Linked DNA regions of Mus musculus: regions 2 and 3 are each linked to region 1. The links are chromatin contacts, called in public Hi-C and HiChIP or PLAC-seq maps. All regions are on one chromosome and are shown on one strand. Each heading gives the region's core, a stretch centred on a gene start, on an enhancer-like site or on the middle of the called end of the contact. The rest is flanking DNA. Distances are from core to core; before and after follow the strand shown. Region 1 holds the start of Hdac7 (histone deacetylase 7). Region 2 holds the start of Arid2 (AT rich interactive domain 2 (ARID, RFX-like)). Region 3 holds the start of Scaf11 (SR-related CTD-associated factor 11).

What was found. Hi-C and Micro-C count contacts between places; a contact is called where the count stands out from the background. HiChIP or PLAC-seq counts read pairs in DNA pulled down with a chosen protein or histone mark.
Region 2: a Hi-C map of CD4 T cells shows a contact between it and region 1, with 6 times the contacts expected there. The contact joins the promoter of Arid2 here to the promoter of Hdac7 in region 1. A contact is called at or near these places in 1 of 39 promoter capture datasets (pre-B cells), 3 of 484 Hi-C or Micro-C datasets (CD4 T cells, CD8 T cells and the G1E-ER4 cell line) and 1 of 115 datasets of contacts at active chromatin or transcription factors (pancreatic cancer cells).
Region 3: a contact with region 1 is called in an H3K27ac HiChIP or PLAC-seq map of extraembryonic endoderm stem cells, with 7 times the contacts expected there. The contact joins the promoter of Scaf11 here to the promoter of Hdac7 in region 1. A contact is called at or near these places in 3 of 39 promoter capture datasets (3T3-L1-derived adipocytes, the C10 cell line and hippocampal neurons), 1 of 484 Hi-C or Micro-C datasets (B cells) and 2 of 115 datasets of contacts at active chromatin or transcription factors (extraembryonic endoderm stem cells and large pre-B cells).

The regions. Positions count from the first base shown.
Region 1 is chr15:97,829,060-97,833,302 of GRCm38.p6, reverse strand. Hdac7 (histone deacetylase 7) reads left to right here and starts at 1,808. Exons shown (of 25, transcript NM_001378971.1): 1 at 1,808-1,944. The coding sequence starts at 1,926. Gm33636 (a long non-coding RNA gene) reads right to left here and starts at 2,617. Exons shown (of 4, transcript XR_001781759.2): 1 at 1,998-2,617.
Region 2 is chr15:96,285,306-96,289,548 of GRCm38.p6, reverse strand. It overlaps Arid2 (AT rich interactive domain 2 (ARID, RFX-like)), which reads right to left and starts at 2,027. Exons shown (of 21, transcript NM_175251.4): 1 at 1,763-2,027; 2 at 1,562-1,655; 3 at 397-494. The coding sequence starts at 1,854. It overlaps Gm38469 (spidroin-2), which reads left to right and starts at 2,151. Exons shown (of 3, transcript XM_011245785.3): 1 at 2,151-3,533. The coding sequence starts at 2,296. The coding sequence ends at 3,039.
Region 3 is chr15:96,458,836-96,463,078 of GRCm38.p6, reverse strand. Scaf11 (SR-related CTD-associated factor 11) reads left to right here and starts at 2,236. Exons shown (of 15, transcript NM_028148.2): 1 at 2,236-2,477. It overlaps Gm41408, which reads right to left. Exons shown (of 2, transcript XM_030248866.1): 2 at 1-3,035. The coding sequence ends at 2,170.

The sequences.
Region 1 (4,243 bases), core at 559-3,058:
ACTTGTGATAAAGAAGAGATTCAGACTCATAGACTAGACAGCTGAGGGTCAGTGCGGCTGGGAGAAAATCAGTGCTGGGGTGGAGTCCTTCAAGGGAAAGAAAATCCTTCCGGCTGAGGCTACAGAAATCGTGAAACATTTCAGAGGAGATGAAGGGATTTCAACAACAGAAGGGAGAAAGGTAGAGCGGCATTTACTCTGTAGGGAGTGTCTTAGGCCAAGGCAAGGAAGTGGGTAAGTATGGGGACATGAACAGCTAGCTGACAGGGCTGGCTGTGGTAGTAATAACGGTAACTACCTCTGAGCAAAGTACCAGGAGACACTGGGCAGGGATGTGTGTGGTGCCACATTGCAAGAGGCCATGGATGCTAGGGCAAGGTTGTAGTACCCATTAACAGGTACAGAGGAGTTACACTTAGCAGCTGAACAAGGGCACATGAGTCTAGACCTGTGTGTGACCTAGCAACATGGCCAACGTCCCTCTAGGCCACTCAAGACTCTGGCTTCCAAGATATCACATCTCTAGGTCTGCCTCATTTTCCCCTTCTAAAGGTTCTTGGAGTTCCGAGGACTCAGAGAGTAGATTGGGACCAGAAGGAAGCTGCCTTTCAGTGGCGGGCACCTCAAGGGCAGGGGAGCATAGTGTTCCTGGTGAATGACCGCTCTCCCTTCCCAGTTTTCTGACCTGCCAAATTGCTGGAGGCAACAGGACTGACAGGCCAAGCCAGGAAACTCAGTGGGAAGGTCCTCGGCCCCTGACCCTTGAATCTGACCTCCTCCCGTCTAAGATGGGGGAGAGGCAGGGAGGGCTTCAGTGCAAAGCCAGTCCTCAGCTGAGTTTATTAGCTGAGGGAGGGCTGGAGGCGGCTGCATTCCGACTCACAGACTGGAACATTTCTGTGATCCGCTGTAATGCACTGGGGGACACTGGGCACATTGCTGAAGTTTGACTCATAGGGTCCAGGAGTGGGGGGGCAAAGGAGGGTCATTGTGGAGGGAGAGGAATGGAAGAGGAAGAGGAGAGGATGGAAGGAAATCCCTTGAGAAAAATTTTTTTTAAGTTTCGAAAACTGCACCACCCCCCATCCCCTTTTTTTTTTCTTTTAATAGGAACAGACTGGACCCTTCTGCTCCCCTCAGCAGACAGTGGGGGCGGGGGGTGCCACTGGGGTTGGACTGGCAGTGGTTCAAATCAGATCCTGAAGTGTTCCTGAGGAGAGTCGTGTGTGTGTGTGTGTGTGTGTGTGTGTGTGTGTGTGTGGTGTGTGTGTGTTAGGATGGGGCAGGGGTGTCCGTCTGGGATTCCTTGCTCGAGACTCCAAGCGTGCCCTGCTCTCCCTGTGTGTAGCGCTGCCCTCGTTGACTTAAGTGTGTAGATGTGTGCACAGGAGTCCTTCCCCGAAGCGTAAAGCACCCTGGCTTGTGTAAACATGGATGCACGCCCGTGTACGCTGTGTATGCACGGGTGCGTGCACTCAGGTATCTGGGTTTCCGGGAATTGTGCGCGGGGCGCAGCGCCGCGCGGCGGCTGGGGCTTCCGCGGCCGCGCGCGGGTCCGGCCGCGTCCCGCGTTCCGGGTTCGGCGCTGCCTCCCGGGCGGTGAGCCGCGCCCCGCCGCGATCGGTGTCTGCCGCCAGGCTGTGTGCTGCTGAGCGAAGCCCGGGTGGTGTGTCCCAGGGCCGCCAGCGCCGGCCCCCTCCCTCCCCTCCCCCTTGGCCCGCTCTCAGACTCAGATAAAGCATTTCCTTCCATTGTCATCCTACCCGGCCGGCCAGGCTGCCAGGGCCCTCCCCCTCCCGGCCCCCTCCCTTCCTCTCGCCGTCTCACAGTCGCTCTGCAGCCTCCGGCGACCGGGGGGATGTGAGGCCGGCGCCCCGGCCCCCCGCCCGCCATGAGCCCCCGGCTCTGAGGGCCCCGGCCCCTGGATGCACAGCCCCGGCGCGGGTGAGTACCGGGCGGCCACCCCCTCCCCGTCCGCCCCGCCCTGCGCGCGGCACCCTGCGCTGCTCGCCCCGGCTCCCGCTCCGGCTGCGGCTGGGTCTCCGGCCGGTCCGGCTGGCCGGGTCCTCCGCGCGCCCTGGACCGCGCCCGCTCGCCCGGGCTCTGGCCCGCTCGCTGCCCCGGCTGGTTCCGGGGCCGAAGGGCTCCGGCCTCCTGCGGGGCGCCCACATCCGCCCGCTCCCGGGCAGCGACAGGCCCCGGGGAGGCAGTGGGAGGCCCGGGGCCGCCTGTGCAAGGGCCGGGCGTCCCGTCACCCTCCTCCCCGGGATCCGGGAGGCACGGCCGGCCGCCGAGGCCCGGGAGGGGGCGGTGCTCCGGGACCAAAGGTTTGGAAGCGGGAGGGCAAAGGCTAGGACCCACTGAACTGGCGCAGAACTTGCAGGGCTGGACATCAGCGCCCCTGTCTTGTAGAACTGGGCAGGGCCCTACTCAGATCCTGTAGCTGAGGGAAACGTCCCCTGGAGGGGTACTGGGCTGGGAGATTTCTCTGAGCATCACCCCTTATCCTTGATCACCCATCATAGAGAGACAGACACTGTGTTCAGCCTAGCAGTGAGGACAGTTAAAGGCGTGGGGAAGTGGGGGCCGCAGGCTGAGTACTGAGAGAGGTAGGGAGGTGGGGAGCTGGATCTAGCCCCCCCACCCCCACCCACCCCCAGTCTGATAGTACTGAGAAGTATGAGAACCCGGGCAAATCTGGCAACTGAACTGTCTTTTCGCCACTGCGATTTCTCCGCCAATTGAGTTGGAAGAAAAACCTAAGTCCTGCATGCAGGTCGCTTAATGAGTCCCACTTATTTCTCACTGGCTGCCGGTTTGGGGCCGACTTAGGGCTGACCATTGGTTCCCTGAACTATCCTTGCTGGCTGTCCAGCACTCCCCCAAAGCATCCTGCATCATCTGGCGGGGTTGGCTTGCTGCTAAGTATCCCTTCCCACATCCCAACGCAGCATCTGCTTGAGGCCCAGTTCTGCCTGCCAAAGTTTCAGGGTGATAATAGGACATTGGCCCTCGGTGGCCCTGGAGGGAGTGCAACATCTGGAATCAGGAGCTAGTCCTCCAGACTTTTACCTAGATTTGCTCAAATTCCATTGCAGACTGTCACTTTGGTTGGTTTCTATCCTCTAACTTGTACTTAGGTGACCCATTTCTTCCCAAGAGGACCCCCATGGGCTGCGGTCGTGCCTCCCCTCTGTGCCAACCTTCCGAGCCTCTTCTCCATCCGCCGCAAATCATCCTTCACTCTTAACCTCCTTGCTCTCTGCAGCCTCACGTCTCCCCTCAGTAACTAAGTACTTTTCTTCTTTACAGTGATTCCTGGGGGGGAAATGAGGCACAAAGCAGTTCCAGTGTATGGTACCCAGATAACTGAGATTGGACCAAGTCCTGAACCCAATGGGGCTGAGGCTTGTGTCTCTGTCTTTAGTTTTATGATGTCCTTTCCAAGCTAGACCCTCAGAGCTGTGCGTTGGAAAAGCTAGGTACAGGGTGCATCTGAGCCCCCTGCTGCTCAGTTTGGCCCCTTAGCTGGGGCATTTTTCTGTGTCTCAAGGGCATATGCTGAGCTTTGAGGCAAAGAAGGTTTCTCTTCTAAGCAGGTCACCTTACTTAAGCAGGCTTTTCTCAAAATTAACATGATAAGGTGGGTGGGTGGGGAGGATTCTCAGTTCACTTTCCAAAGCTCAGAGCTAGAGGGACCAACCGCACATAGCCAGTCAGTAATCCACGGGGAGTAAGGGAACAGGCAGAGCCTCCTGTGTCCTTGTCTCAGGGATAATGGTTCTCACCTATCTAGTTCCTAGTGGCTCAGTTGTGATGGGATTGGAAATGAGGACCTTTTTATAGCTGTAGGCACACTTCTTTCTTGGCCTTCTTTGCTCTTTGCCTTTCTTTAAGAACTGGTCGTTTCAACGTTGACAGGAGCCCCCAGAGAAAGGTGAGCTAATAATGTAAGGCCCAGAGTCACCTAGCCAAGGAATGGCACCAACCAGACCGGCCTCTGCCAGCATCTATTCTGAGCTCTTCCTTGGTTAGATGTGGTCTGGAGGCTGCAGGAGAGTATGGGGTATTGCAGGGCTTGAAGGCAGGTCCCCTTGGAGGCGCCAGCTCCAGGACTTTGAGTTTGTATATGTTGGATTTGTTCACTAGATGGGGCACTTCCTCTGGGGCAGGAAGCCTTGATTTCCTGTGTTGGGGGGTGGGTAGGGACCAGGAGTGAGGGGCCCAGTGCACCATCCCTGAT
Region 2 (4,243 bases), core at 778-3,277, 1.5 Mb after region 1:
ATAAAGAAGGTGGGGGGAACTCTCTCTCCCACAGGTTACAAAGTTTCATTAAGTATCCCAAGTCTTTTACTAAGCACCTTCTTTCCTGTCCGGTCCCCCCTCCACACCCCCCCCCCCGTGGCTATCAAGCAGTCAATAACAATGTCACAAAAGAATGTTTACAAGGTAGGATGTGGGGTGTCGCCTGTAATGACTTTGTATGAAAAATATAAATGATTGTATTTTAACCTGAGGAGAACGTCAGCCTCCTACCATCTCACTGTATTGACAGCAAATGCTTCTCAGACTGCAATTAACAAGGGATTGGAAAACTGGTTAGAGCGCAGATTTTGTTGTTGTTTAATCGCCCCTAAGTCCCTCGTTTCCAAATACTGTGGAAAAGTCACCACTACTCACCGCAAGTAATACTGTTTTAAAGCAAAGGCAGCGTTGGAACAACTTCTGGGAAAGTTGAACTCTTCAACAATTTCTCCCCACTGATTCTTCTCAGAAACCTGTTAAAAACACAGGCACACTTGTCTCAAAGTGCCCAATCCAAGAAAAACCTACCCTAACCTGGAAGCTAAATGCCCCTTCTGCAGAGATCTGTAGACACCTAAGGAGCAGTGGGTGTCTGGGGTCGACCCACGAGAGTTACTAAGCCAGGGCTGCTTGAATCACTATGTTTTCATCAGAGAGCCCTGTATTTAGCAGCACTTGTTTTGTTTTGGGGGGGGGTTGGTGGGTTTGTTTTGTTTTTGAAGCCCGGACAATAACCAATCGCAAGTCCCTCTGTCGCCCCCTTTTAAATCTCAACGCGGTCCGTTTGCAGTAAAGAAAAAAAAAAAAAAAAGTTCAAAAGGATCAATACTGCTCCGGACAGCGACGTCCGCGAGCTCTGGGGGGGCCGGGGCCGGGGCCGACTCCGATCCCTCTCCCAGATCTATCCATCTCCATAGGCCCTTCTTTGAGGCCTACAGCTTCTGCCTAGCCTTGAAGCCTAAGATGGCTATTTGCAGACAGGTCCTGCTTTCTTTTGTTAGCTGTAGAAAGCCAGGGCGAGCGGGCCGAGGCTGTGCCCCCGGCCGCCGGGATCATTTCGCAGCCGATTATCGATGTTAAACCTGCCCGCGCTAATTTTGAGTTGCACGAAAACTGCTCAGAGTCTGTGTGTCTCTGTGTCTCCGCCTGTGCTAGAGCGGCAGCGGCGGCGGCGGCAGCGCTGACTCGCGGGCGGGCGGGCGGGCCGCGGGCTCGGCGGGCGGCGGGCGAGCACTCCACTCGCCCGCGCTCCCCGCCGCGCCGCTCAGACCCCGCGGGGCCGGCCGGACACCGGGCAGGGCGCTCCCCGCCGCCGGGCCGCACCGCCCGCCCAAGCCCCGCGCCCGCCGCGCGCACGCGAGCCACCAGGCCGAAAACAGCCCCGCCGCCGGCCGCCTCCGTGGGCCACCGGCTGCGAGCGCCGAGAACGCCGTGTGTCCCGCCGATCGCCCCCCCGACCCCGGGCGCCTGCTCCCGGGTCGGAGCAGACTTTTCCGAGCAGGCCAGCGAGAGGGAAATACAAATTAAAACTTCCACTCACCTTCGCGAATCCGCCTAAAGTAGTGACTCTGGTGTAGAGCCCGTGAAGATCCAGCTCCTTCCCACCCACCGCAGGGATCTTCTTAAACGGCGACCTGCGGGCGACAGAAAGCCCCGCACTTGTCACCGGGACCCCGCGCCCGCGGCGGGCCCCCGTTCGCCCCGGCTCGCCCCGGCGCTGCCCCCCCGGTCCTGCTCTCACCCTCTGCTGTGGTGGAACTGCCGCAGCTCGTCCAGGAAAGCCAGTCCCTTCCTCCGCTCGTCCGGAGGCGCCTTCCCCGTCGAGTTTGCCATTATTTTGCCAAAGGAGGTCTCCCGAAAAAACCCAGATCGCGGTTCAAACGCGGCCCCCGCTCCCCGCGCTCCCTACCAGCGCCCGGAGCCCATTCCTCGGCCGGCGGTGGCGGGGCTCAGTCATGGGCCGGCGGTGGCGGCGGCGGCGGCGGCGGCGGCGGCGGCGGCGGCGCAGGGAGGGAGGAGGGAGGGGGAGGAGGCGAGGAGGAGGGGAAGGAGGGAGCGGGAGGCCAGGGGGAGCGCAGGGCCGGAGGGAGGGGAATTTCTAAAAAAGTTTAAAGAAACGGGAGCGAAACTAGAGGGGCAGGCGACGGGCGGCCGGGCGCGGAGCCGCGGGGCGAGCGCGGCCCCCACCCTGCCTCGCCGCCTCCCGCGGCCCGGCTCTGGGCCGCCTCTCAGCGCCGCCGGCCCTGGCGGCTCGGCCCGGGGACGCGATTCAACATGGTGCTGCGGCCGGGGGGCGCACGAGCCGACCGGGGGCCGGGCGAGCCGAGGCGAGGGGCCCGGGCGGCCGCAGGCCTGGGAGTTGCGGCGGCGGCGGCGGCGGCGGCGGCGCGGCGGGGCCGGGGCAGGCGGGGCCGCGTGGGGAGGGGGAGGTCTGTGTGGTGGCTTGTGGAGAGCGGGGTGACAGCGTGGATCCGGGCCGCGGCTCCGCGGGGCCCTCGCACACATTCACGCGCGGCGGCGGCGGCGGCGGCCCGGGCGTCCCCGGGCACAGGCTCCGGCGGCAGCCGAGCCGCTGCGCGCCGCCCGCCGGCCTGCCTGCCTGCCCGCCAGCCTCCCGTTCTCTGCTGCCGCCGCCACGGCCGGGCCGCCAGCGCCGCACAGCGCCCCCCGAGGGCCGGCCGCGGCACTGCGCCTGGCTCCACACGGTCGCGGCGGCTCCTCGCGGGGAACAATAGACTCGGCTCGCCCGGCTTAGGGTTCATCTGCAATGTGCAGCACATTTCACACGCACACAAAGCGGGCGGAAAGGGGGGCGGCGCGGGGAAACGGCCACTACCGGTTGTTCCGGGCTTAGGGGTGGAGGCGATGTTCGCGTCCCCGGCGGCGCCCGCCGGGCCTCCGGCCACACTGAGAAGCAGGCTCGCTCGGCGCAGCCCCGGCGGCCGCGGACGAGTCCGCTCGCCCCCTCTGGAGACGTTGCTAGCGGGAGGCGTTGGCCTCCGGGCTTCATCGTGCTAGCACGAAGCCCGCCGAGCACATGGTCCATGATGGGGCCGTAAACTCACTTTGACAAACTGTAGGATCGAATAGGCTGGAAACTGCCTGCCCTACTTTTGTGGAGCTAGAGTAAGGCTTTTCACTCGTCCTCCCTTTTTTGGTCGGTTTGGTGCACCGAACCCGGAGGTACGCAAACGGTAATCGCGCCTGTTGGGAAATAACCTCCCAACTTTGAGAATAACACTGCTTAGGTCTTTTTTTGCACTAGTATCTGAAAAAGAGGGCAAAATGTTTTTCCCTTTCAGTTTAAAAAAAAAGAAAATGTGTACATAGGGAATTCAAAATTTGTATCTTTTTTTTTTTTTAGTACCACTTAAATTTGCATTTACCCGGGTGTTGGAGCCCTCCCCGGTCTGCAAATGTGGAGAGCCTCATGCTTCTCCTTTGGTCTACTAGGATTCCCATTTTAGAGACAGCCACCAGTGGCAAAGTCACTAGCCCAAGGTCACAAGCTGGTAAGAGTCTGGATGGGTTTATTTCAGGTAGTCTTTCCGATGGGAGCACCTATCGGGTGACGGGGAGGAGTATATTAAAAAAAGAGAGAATTATGTAATAGAGCGGAGCGTGCTTCCGGTACTCACTCTAGGAAACGGGTTTATTTCCCAAGTAAAGTTTATGTCTTCAGTGGGGTCGGGATAAGGTGTGGCTAGCAAATTCCTGACACCCGAGGACCAGTGAGTGCCTCGCAAGCCTGTGAGGGGCGGAGACCCTGGCCGAGGAGGAGGAGGAGAAGCCGGCCGGGCCCGAGGCGAGGCGAGGCGCGCTGGTGGGGAGAGCCGGGCTGGGCCAGCGGCCGCCCCTTCCCCCGCCGCCTCAAGGGCAGCGGCGAGCCGGGCTGGCCGGGCTGTGCGGATTCCCTGCGCTCCGCACTTGCGCACGGCCCCTTGCGTAACCGTCAGCGCCGGGGATTCCCTAGAGGGGGGTCACTCTCTGCAACCATTACACACAGCCGAGCTCCGGCCGCCGCGCCTCACAAAATGGCGGCGCCCATGGATCCGCCGGGCGGCCGCTCCCCGGGCCCCATCTTGTGCGCGAGGCGAGAGACCCGTCACCGTGGAATACCTCCGCCGAGGATGCAGCGGACCCGGGGGGGAAGCCCGCGTGGGGTGTGGGGGGGGGGGAAGGACCGCGTTGCCAAGGACGTCGGCGACTCCTGGCCCGGCGC
Region 3 (4,243 bases), core at 987-3,486, 1.4 Mb after region 1:
CTCCACCTGGAAGTCCAGCCCCAGACACCTTGTCTTCCTCTTCTGGCCTCCATGGGCACTGCAAGAATGTGGTGCAGACATACATGTAAGCAAAATACCCATATACATAAAAAATAAACTAAAATGCTCTCTGTATGTACATGTTTGTTCATGGGGTACTTCTCTGTTGTGGTGTACTCGTGAAAGTGTGTGTCCCACAGTGCACAAGTGGGGTCAGAGGACAACCTTGGGTATCAATTCTTGCCTTCTACACTCTACAGGTAGGGTCTGTTGTCTCTGACAGCAGGCTAGCTTCAGAGGTCTCTCCTGTTGTCTCTCCGTGAAAGCCCTGGAATTACGGATGCCTGCTATGGTGCCCAACTTTCTGTGGGTTCTGGGGAGTCAACCTCAGGTCCTCATGCTTGTGTGGTAAGCACTTAATGAGCCACCTCCCTAGCCCTCACTTGTTTATGATTATAAATGAGTCTAAAGTATTAACAGGTATGCCATCGACATTATCCATCTGTTTTATATTTACCCTCTCTGATAAATTTAAAAAAAAAAAAAGGAAACAAAACACATTCTTATCATGCAAACACAGTAAAGAGGAGAACACCATATATAGAAATAGGCAGGGTCTCTCTCTTGGGGAACAAGAAACAGCCTATATTACAATGCACCTTCGTTTCTGTTAGGTAAGTATTGTGTGTGTGGAGGGGGAGGTGGATGGGGGCGGGAGGTGGTCAAAGGGCAGTTAGGCAGGAGGAGCCTTTTCTCGTGCTCTGTTACCCAGCACGATGGCTACAGAGTGAATTTTAAATGTTGCGAACACAAAAGGTAGAGCAATAAATTTGAAGTAGGAGATGTGGAGTTTGAGGATCGGTCTGCACAGTGAGACTCTGCATTAAAAACAAAATAAAATACATACAAAAGAATATCACATCTTCACCGGGAATTGCTCTTACTGATAAAATTCTCTAGGGTGAATTCTGGACCCCGAGTGTACACAGGAAAGCTAAACTTTATCTCTGCAGGATGGTTAACAGTGCCTTTGACTTGATTCTGTCACACAACAGTTTCAACAGGTTTTTAGGTTTTCTTAATCACCAGCTTCATTCGTCGTCATTACAAGAGAAAGGTCCCTCAGAAAGTCTTGTTTCATCAGAACAAAGTATTTTAACACCTCTAAATCACTGCGAAATACTTGCACACAGGAACACCACATTTCCAAACCTATGAAGATAGCTCACTGACACTGGGAGAGACAAGGCTGCCATTCATTGCATTCCTAAGCGGTTATTTACCCAGTCCCTTGCTGGTGCTCGGCTCTGTGAAGAGCTTAACGAGACATCATCCCAAACTTCGGTGTGACGTGACGGGCACTGAACAGCCAAGTAGCACAGGATGAAGATGCCAGGGAAGCGACAGGATCAGAGAGGAGGGCAGGGGACGCTGCTGGGCTGGAGGTAGGGAGGGAACAGCCTGGGTTGGGGTGGCCAGGCGACAGCGTGGATTGCAAGAGGACAACTAGGAAAAGCTAGAGCGTGGAGCAGGGGGTGAAAAAGCCAGCGCCTGACGAAAAGCCTGTAAAGACACCTCCGAGGTGAAACAAAAGATCCGAGGGCGCTGCAGGGCAGGAGGACATCGCAGAGTGACTGAAAGTGGAAGCACTTAAAGCCAGCCAGGCTCGGCTAGCCTCGGGGACGCGGGCTTAGGGCGTGGGAGTGTGTCCCGGGCTGGCAGGCCGCCGCGCACGTGCAGCGGGCGGAGTACTTCATCCGTGCCAACTACGCACGAGTTCTTCTCGGGACTGCAGTCTCTCCAAAACATCTTTATTGTCGCCCACGGAGCCTGCCAGGAAAGGCCACGACCAGAGAGAGCGCGGCCAGGGCGCAGGGGCGGGGGTGGGGATGAGGGGGAAAGGGGTGGAGCGAGGACTGAGCACGGCGCGTGCGCGTAGCGCTCCGAGCGGCAAGAGGGCGGGGCAAGAAGAATGTTTCCCAGAAGCCCCGGCCACTCGCAGACGCCGGAGCTCCCGCTCTCCAGCCGGGCGGCGTGCCCCGCCCACCACGTCCGTCCGTCCGTCGCGGCTCGCGGGCGCCCCCTGGAGGTCCGGGGGAGTACGGCAGCGCCCGCGAGCAGGTAGCGTGCGGCGGGTCCAGCCGCCCGCCCGCCCGCCCGCCCGCGTCGTCACCACAGTGCGCCGACCTGTGGCGGCGCGGCTGAGCCCCGCGGAAGGAGGGAGGGAGAAAGGGAGGGAGCCGCCAGACACGGCGGGGGAGGGGAGCGGCGGTGGCGCAAGCGGCGCGGAGCTAGCGCCGCCTGCCCGGGTCTCCTGCTGCGTGGCTGCCTGCGTGCTCCCGACCCGGCCGTCCGAGCCAGCCCGCGGGCCGCGCGCGCTTCCGAGCGGCCGGAGGAGTCCATGGTGCAGAACTTAGCGGCGGACTGACGGAGACCGGGCCTCCTGCGCCGGCGCGGCCGCGGGACCTCGGCCTCAGGTAAACACGGCGGGCCGGAGAGAGCGGACGAGGCGCCCCGGGGCGCAGCGCAGCGCGGCGCGGCGGGGGCGCGGGCCGGGCGGGCGGGCAAAGTTTGGGGCTCGCGCGCGGCTCGGGCGGTGTCTTTCGCTGCGAGCAAAGTTGGGAGCCGCGGCCCCGGGCGGCGCGGGGCGGAGGTCCAGTTTGGGCGCGCGCGGGGCCTAGGAGCAGAGCGGGGCGGCGCGGGCTGCGGGGCCTCGGCCGAGGCAGGAAGGGGCTCCAGGCCCGGCCCGCAGCTCCCCCACCCGCAGTGGGAACGTGTCGGCCGTGCTTCCGGGCGCTCCCAGGCTGGCCCGCTTTCCCGTGGAGTTCGCGTTCGTCCCCGAGCCTCCGGGTCCCGCTTGTGAAACCAAACTTCACTAGGCTGTGACCTCCCCGGCGCCTGAACGAGGAAGCGCTGGCCGGCGCCTGGCCTCGGCCTCTCCCTCCCTCCCTCGGCGGCCGCCTCCCCACCCCCGCCGTCGTTTTTAAAACCCGCTGCCCGGGCTGCCCGCGGTCCAACCGGCCGGGAGATCGAAACTCAGCCCCGCTCAACCCCGCCTTAGAGCCGGGGACTGAGTACCGATTAGAAGATTGGCCAATGCACGCTCGTCTTCCGCACGGATCTCGAAGAATTTAATTTAAAAGACACCTGGTTGCAATTGAGGGCAACAGTCCCAGATTGAAATGGTGACCTACACTCCCCATGCGTTGATCTGTACAGTATCGTATTCCGGTAGTCCGGCTAATCATCTGCGTGTGTGAGGTAGTAAACAATACAGAATGCAAGTTTTACATGCTGATCGTACTACGTAAAACCGCGGCTGCTTCTCATTCATTTTGGATTACATTTTGGCTACCATCCTTATATACTAGCAGCGAACTAACGAAAACTGACGAGAAAGTTTTTTAGTATGCCTTGACTAAGATATGGTAGTATTCAAATTTCCCCCAGTTTGGGCAGTTTTCTCTGAATTTTGGGGAAAGTATATCAATAAGTACGTTTTTTTTCATTTTTCAAGGAAAAGATAACTCATGTATGATTTATTTGCCGCAGCCCCACAACAGTGAAGGCAATAGATTCTTAGCCCTTTCATTTAACCGGTATTTTTAATAAAATTTTATTGGGTAATTCTGTCTCTCCACACCATGTTTCCACCCCCACCTCCCCCTCTGCTTTGGCACTTGGCTTAACCATTTTATTATTATTTAAAACAGAAGGAAAAAGTAGTTTTCTTGTTGTTATTGTTGGTTTATTTTTTATTTTTTGCCCAAATAGACAAAAAAGAAAAATTGAAAATATCTTTAGATATGAATTAATTTGCGTTTTGTTTATGCAGTCATTTTTTTCTTCTTCTTCTTCTTCATTGTTTATCAAGACAGGGTTTCTCTGTGTAGCCCTATCCATCCTGGATCCGCTCTGTAGATCAGGCTGGCCTCAGACTCAGAAATCCGCCTGCCTCTGCCTCTAGAGTGTTGGGATTAAAGGTGTGTGCCACCATTGCCCCTCTTGTGGTCAGAGTTTCAAAGATTAGCAGTTCCTACTGTAGCTTCACTTTAGCTAATAGTTTTTTCTTTGCCCTTCTGTAAATATACTGCAAAGGCAGCCTTCAACATGACAAAGGAGAAAAATACAAAAGAAAGTGTAAATTACTTAATTTTTAAGAGAAAACTTTTAAGAGTTTTCTTCCTGGAAGTCCCTCACGTGGTTCTGGGCCTTCTATTGGGTATTCCCAATTTTCCCATCT